Regions from separate parts of the Macaca fascicularis genome. Here region 2 is linked to region 1. Evidence: chromatin contacts called from public Hi-C data. All regions are on one chromosome and are shown on one strand. Each heading gives the region's core, a stretch centred on a gene start, on an enhancer-like site or on the middle of the called end of the contact. The rest is flanking DNA. Distances are from core to core; before and after follow the strand shown.

Region 1 (3,398 bases), core at 599-3,098:
ACTGAGCACATATATTGTGCTGCTCTCTGCTAAGGAGGCATTTGTATATATTTTCTTATTTAATAAGATAATCTTATAAGCTAGGTACTATTTCTCCCCATTTTACAGAAGCTTAGTAACTGAGTTGTCAGGGATCACATTGCTAAGTGATGTAGAAGACATAACCCAGCAATGGGACATCTGAACCAATGTCTGCAACATCAATTGTGAAAAGCAAAAGAATACAGATTTGTTAAAGGGAAGAAGGGGGTAGTCAAAGGCAGAGGAGTCGGTGTGGACAAGACTGAGATCTCTTGGAGAGTATGACTACCAGTTGACAAACACTGTTCAGGTTCCTGGAGGCTCACAAAAACCAGTTCCCACCATCCCAGCAACAGCACTCTTTCCCACCCTAGCCTCGTTCGGAGTGATCTGATCAATGTGTGAACAAAAGTATTGTGTATACAAGTCTGAACACATTTCATAATATGGAGAGGTGAAGAAAAGTGGGTAGGCAAAATCTGTAAGGGTGGGGAGACTCGGGGAAATGTGTCCTGGTTCGGTGCAGGTAACATATATGGGTATATACATATTTATACCATATTTAATATATTACTCAATAAAGACGAAATTACAACAAATTTCGTTTTACATTACACATCCACATATTAAACCCCCATATATGTGTTAACAAGGTTAGAATTTAAGTATAATGATAATGTTCTCAGTTTTTTGTGGTGGACACTTCAGGGCAATTTAAGAGACTGTAAATAATAATAAAAATAATAAAGTAATCAGACCACTTGTGCTCAAGGCTAGACCCCTCAGTCCCAACGGCCTCAACCACCCTCAACTGCTTTTCCAACCAAATATTCCTCCCCCTGCAGGATCCCAGGGCCATCCAATCAACCGGCCAATGACGGTTTCACAGAAGCGGTCCTGGGGAGGGGTATTATCTGCAGGAACACGTCCTGCCAAGTTTGTAGTCGAGTCACCTATTTCGGTTGGTGGCGGCCGCTATTTCTTTAAAAGGGCAGTAGATTTCGAAACAGGAGGGGGAGATCAGGAAAAGGAACTCAGCTGCCTTTGATAACTGCCCTGCAACCTTCCCGTCCCGGAGCGCGTGCTCGGCTGGGGAAGCGCCCGCGGCCGCCGCATCCCCAAGCGGGCGCGCGGCGCCACCTCTTTCCGGGGCGCCCACCTTCCCCGGGAATCCCCCCGCCCGGCGGTCCCCCAGCGTCTGCAGCGCGGCCGCCCCGGCTTTGTCTCCGGCGTCGCGCTCGGGCGCCCGCTCTCCCCACATTTCCCCGTGTGCAGGCTGTAACCCGATCTCCCATTTCCTGGTGGATTCTCTTAAAGAGGCAGCGGTCGAGAAGCAGAACAAAGGCTATTGTTTTATTTCCTCCTTCGGATTCCGCGTCCTTACCGGAATGGCCCTTCATAGATAATTACTTTCGTTGCATCTGCGCTTAGGGAAACGTTTCAAAACCCTTGTGCAAATCGATGTATCCAAGAGATGGAGCCAGGGGAGGTGGGAGGAGTTTAATAAAACCTGTTTTGTGGTGTCTGGGGCCACGATGTAACGTTTTTTAAAGGTGTCTTCCTTAAGCCCGGAAATTGGCTCCGCCAGCGGGAGGTCTCGCGGCGTGGAGGGCGGGCGCCCGCACCGGGGGCCGGCCTGGGGGGCTGCGCCGCTCGCCCCGCTAGCAGCCGCGGCCTGGCGCGGCCCCGCTCCCCGGGTTTCCTCCGCCCGCGCCCCCGCGGCCGCCCCTCCCCCGCGCGGCTTTTATTTCCCCGATGCCGGGCTGTAACCCGAGCTTTTATTTCCTGGTGGCTCCTTTAAGAGGCAGAGCTCAGTGCTGGGAATTCACGTCAGTTTCTGCACTGAAACTCTCAAGATCAATGAGCAAAGAGCTTTCTCAGTTCTGCCTTTCAGTTTCTCTCTTCCAGGAAGGAAAACATTCGAGAGAGCGAGGGAGAGCGGCGGGAGGGCGGGGGGCGGGGGCGCCGGCTGCGGGTGGGAGGAGAGACCGGGAGGCTGGCCGGGCTGCGTCCCGGGTCCCCGCGCCGCGCCGCGACCTGCAGACCCCGCCGCCGCGCTCGGGCCCGGCTCCCACGCCCCCGCCGCCCCGCGCGCCCAACTCCGCCGGCCGCCCCGCCCCGCCCCGCGCGCTCCAGACCCCCGGGGCGGCTGCCGGGAGAGATGCTGGAAGAAACTTCTTAAATGACCGCGTCCGGCTGGCCGTGGAGCCTTTCTGGGTTGGGGAGAGGAAAGGAAAGTGGAAAAAACCTGAGAACTTCCTGATCTCTCTCGCTGTGAGACATGTCTGAGACTCCTGCTCAGTGTAGCATTAAGGTAAAAATCTTCTCCCCTCCCTCTCCGTGGTGGAAACCCTGAGCTGCACCGGCCAGGGCAGTCGTGCTGGGCTCCTCAGAGCGGGCTGTTGCAGTTGCTCTGTTCGCAGTAAATTATTTGGGGCGCGAGGGAAGGAGATGCAGCTCGCGGCGGCGGCTGTACCCTTTAGCGTAACCTTGCTACTCCCCACCGCCGAGCCCCTGCCGGCTCCTCGGCCCCCACCCTCTTGCTTTTTGACAATGAAATGCCGGTCACAATTGGTCAGGAGCAACCCGGATTGTCTCCAGAACTGTAAAACACCCCCGTAATTAGTGCGCTTAAAAAAACCCCCAAAAACCTGCTCCCTATTCCTACACCCAACATGTGACTGAAATGTAACTTTTGTCCCCGAGGGGTGGTCTTCTTAGAAAAAAAGTTCTTCAGTCCCAGCTGCGATAGAATCTTTTTCTTCATTTTTTTAAAGGACTCTCTGGGTCTGATCAGACATGATTTTTTTCCCCCTCGTCTGATTGTAATTGCAAGTGCTGTCGGAGAGGCAGTCCTGGTGTCAGCTTTTCCTAGGCATTGCACAATGAATTTTTTTTTTTTTAACCTAGGTGAATAAAGTTGCTGAATAGTTATTTTACTCTGATCCATATGAAAGTTGAGCAATCCCAAAGTAGAAAACTCCTGTGATGCAGGGAGAGGAAGAACTAAGCAAACCAGGCAAAATGACCTTCTGTGTTTGACAGTGCAGAGAGGATATCTAAGAGCAGCACCCTCCCAGCTTTCTGGCCGGTTTTGCAGTATTGTAAATGCAGGGCGGTGGATGTTTGTAAACACACTGCTGGGCTACCCAGTAGTTGTGTGTATGCATGTCTATATATCTGTAAAGACTGTGGTGCTGCGGTTTGTTGCTTCTGAAAAGTTGTTGTAAAGTTTGCCACCATTGGGAGGCAGGATGATTTATCCGTCTACCCCAGTTATTTTTCCCATCGCTGCATTTATTGTACACTTTATTCATTTCACTATTCCACCAGTACCCAGGTAGAAAGCCTTCCGCCCCTGTGAGAGGCTGAAGCTG
Region 2 (3,247 bases), core at 638-3,137, 220 kb after region 1:
TGTGAAGAGCAAGACAGTCTGCAGCCCCGATTGTGAGGCCTCCTGTGTCGGCAGATGTGCATGTACTCTCTCTACTGATCCCCTGGAAAGGTGGCCTGTTTGGAAGCAGTCCTGCCCAGGCCTGCTGCAGTAATGAAGATTAAGCCTCAGAGTACTACAAGTTAACCATTTTGTTTCATTTAGCCCCTTTCATCAAATGCTTATAAAATTCTAGGAGCGTACACAGGGTTTATTGTTGGTAACCTCAGACATATGTGAATCATCCACTCCAAACTAGGGCAGTTTTCTTCTCAGGCCCTCCAAGGGAGTTCAGTGACATTGGCACATTGTGGGGATGAATAGGCCGAAATGCCGGGCACACAGTCAAGGGGAAAGGCTCCAAACCAAGCAGAGGTTGAACCTCAGGTAACTGGAGTAGGGGGCGTATTATTAGTTAGCTAGGGCCGCTGTAACAAAGTACCCCAAACTGGGTGGCTTAAACAACAGATATTTATCATCTCACAGTTCTGGAGGTTAGAAGTCCAAGGTCAACATGGTGTGCCAGAGTTGGTTCCTTCTGAGAGCTTTGAGATGGGATCTGTTCCATGACTCTCTCCTCTTTTCTGGTGGTTTGCTGGCAAGCTTTGGCATTCCTTGCCTTGGAGGTCTCTGCCTTCATCTTCACCTCCTTTCTTCCCCTGTGTATGTCTCTAAGTCCAAAGTATACTTTTTATAAGGGCACCAATCATATTGACTGTTCATAAAATGACCTCATCCTAACTAATTGCATCCTCAAGGACTCTCTTTCCAAATAAGGTCACAATGTGAGGGTACTAGGGGTTAGAACTTCAACTTATGAATTTTGGGGGAGAGATTTTCATCCCCTAATGGGCTTAGGAGACCGGGAGTGGTATATGAAATATAGTTTAAATTCCACTTCAAGACCTTGAGCTTATGACTTCTGTCTAGCTCTGTGTATCATTCATACTCCCACTAAATTTTAACAAAATGACTGGGATAGGGAGAAAGTGAAGCCCAGTGGACTGAGGCTTGAGTGAGCATTACCTGCTGGGCCTGTTGATTTGCATCTCCCTGGTGACCTTCTTCTCTGACCAGCATCTGTGGGCTTAGGGAAAGCACAATGGTGGAAATGTGATCCTGGTGTGTGAGATGCAAACTTGATCTTAGCCTTTGCTGTACCCTGGAAACCTACCAGTCAAAACTTTCACCAAAGGCAGATTTTTGTTTGTTTGTTTAGGTTTACTAGTTACTTATTATTTATAGCGTGATTAAATGGGGTCAAATTTTTATGAATTTTTAAGTAGAGAAACTTTCCTAACAAGAGGAAAGGGTAAGAAATCAGACCTTTTTGTAAAGAAAATTACCACATTTAAAGTCCTGGTTTATTTTAGGCTGTTTGGCAGTGAGAAGAAGGGATTATTTGTGTCTAACAGAGGTCTACCAGGAAAAAGGTTTCAGATCAGAAAACACTTCCAACCAGAATGACAGTTCCCTGCCCGTCCTTGGTCTTTCTTCCTCCCTTCCTTCTGTGTCCACAGGGACTAATTATGTCTGGCTTTCCCTCCCTCTTCCTTGTATATTTCCCTTCCATATCAAGACCTTCAGAATGAGGGCAATGTGGATAATTTCCCAGTTTTCCAGCTGGGCAGCTCACCAAGAACAAACCCAGACATCAAGGCCAGACCAAAAAAATCTTCTTGTTTTAGACAGAAGACTCCTACATCTGGGGGATTTAATGCACCCACTGTCCGCTCAGTGCATTTCCTGTGTCCGGAGCTTCTCTGCCTGCCGGCTCTGGTCTCGTAAGTTTCCATGCCCTGTTGCCAACTTATAATAACAGAGGTGGCAGGCAGTAGGCTAAGAACGTCATAGCCCACTCGGTACACGGGCACTGCTTTGCAGACTGAAACAAAGCTTGCAAGGTCTCACTGCAGGCCTCTCGGCCTTGACAGTGGTTGTGCCCAGACCACCAGGAGCCTGGAATTAAATACCCTCGGATCCAGTTCTCTACTGTTAATGTTATCAGCTTCATCAAGTACTTCCTCTTTGAGTGATATCTGCAGAGAAATAAATAAATCAAGCTCCTCCAAGTCCTGTTCCTGCCTGGATCCTGAGTCCAAAGTAGAATCTGAGTTGGATTATCCAAAGCACTATCACCCTCCTGCATTGTTCCCAAGGTCTGGGCAGGAACGGAGAGTGAAATCTCTCCAGGACATTACATCAGTTCCTCCTTTACCCTTGGCATGAAAGTTCTTCCTCTCCTGGTCCTCCCAGACTTCCTAAGGCCTGGCCTGAGTGCACACCCACACACAAAGCCTTGAAGCCCAGGACATCAAAGAAAGCCTGCAGGTAACCAGATTACTGACCAATGCCTGTGACTGTTTTGAAATTTGTAAGATGGGAAATGGATTCAGGAAATGGGATTTTTCAATACATGGTCTTCATCATCCTTAAGTATTTTAAACCTTAATAAGCTTTTAAGTAAAGAAAGACATTCTGGGCCGGGCGCGGTGGCTCAAGCCTGTAATCCCAGCACTTTGGGAGGCCGAGACGGGCGGATCATGAGGTCAGGAGATCGAGACCATCCTGGCTAACACGGTGAAACCCCGTCTCTACTAAAAATACAAGAAAATTAGCCGGGCGAGGTGGCGGGCGCCTGTAGTCCCAGCTACTCGGGAGGCTGAGGCAGGAGAATGGCGTGAACCCGGGGGAGCGGAGCTTGCAGTGAGCCGAGATCGCGCCACTGCACTCCAGCCTGGGGCACAGAGCAAGACTCCGTGTCAAAAAAAAAAAAAAAAAAAAAAAAGAAAGACATTCTGTAAATGGCATTTAGAAGAAAATATAGGAAAGTTCAAACTGGAACTGTCTTCAGTTGTTTACAGTGATTATACTCTGTGACAAATGAAAAGTGAACCATGGACAAAAGATAAATACATTTCTATGGGCAGCAGAATTGAGATCCATATTATCTATAAAAGGAAAGTTTGCCTTATCTCCAGAAGATTACAGATCATTTTAGTCAGTGCCTGGTAAGCATTTATATGCATTTGGGTTAAAGTGAGGAAGTTAGTGCTTGTCATCCCAACCTATATCCTTGCAAGGTTAATTAAGCACTTTAAAAAAAAAAAAAAAAAAAAAAAAGCTTTTTATAACAGGAAATATCAAACCTATACAAAAGTAAAGAGAATTGTATAATGAATCACCATGTACCCATCACCAGTTTTGATGGTCAACTCAAGGCCAATCT

What was found. Hi-C and Micro-C count contacts between places; a contact is called where the count stands out from the background.
Region 2: a contact with region 1 is called in a Hi-C map of skeletal muscle, with 4 times the contacts expected there. The contact joins the enhancer-like site here to the promoter of ETV6 in region 1. A contact is called at or near these places in 2 of 2 Hi-C or Micro-C datasets (liver and skeletal muscle).

Annotation. Positions count from the first base shown.
Region 1 is chr11:14,423,792-14,427,189 of T2T-MFA8v1.1, forward strand. ETV6 (ETS variant transcription factor 6) reads left to right here and starts at 1,849. Exons shown (of 7, transcript XM_015430391.4): 1 at 1,849-2,335. It overlaps LOC141408025 (a long non-coding RNA gene), which reads right to left and starts at 1,739. Exons shown (of 3, transcript XR_012420036.1): 1 at 1,406-1,739. LOC135966172 (a long non-coding RNA gene) reads left to right here and starts at 2,395. Exons shown (of 2, transcript XR_010579295.2): 1 at 2,395-3,398.
Region 2 is chr11:14,640,599-14,643,845 of T2T-MFA8v1.1, forward strand. All of the region lies in intron 3 of ETV6 (ETS variant transcription factor 6), which reads left to right. Among named protein-coding and RNA genes, the nearest start is that of BCL2L14, 190 kb to the right of the region's middle. Within about 2 kb of position 1,888, at least 2 of the 6 cell types and tissues checked have an H3K27ac peak or open chromatin away from gene starts, as enhancers often do.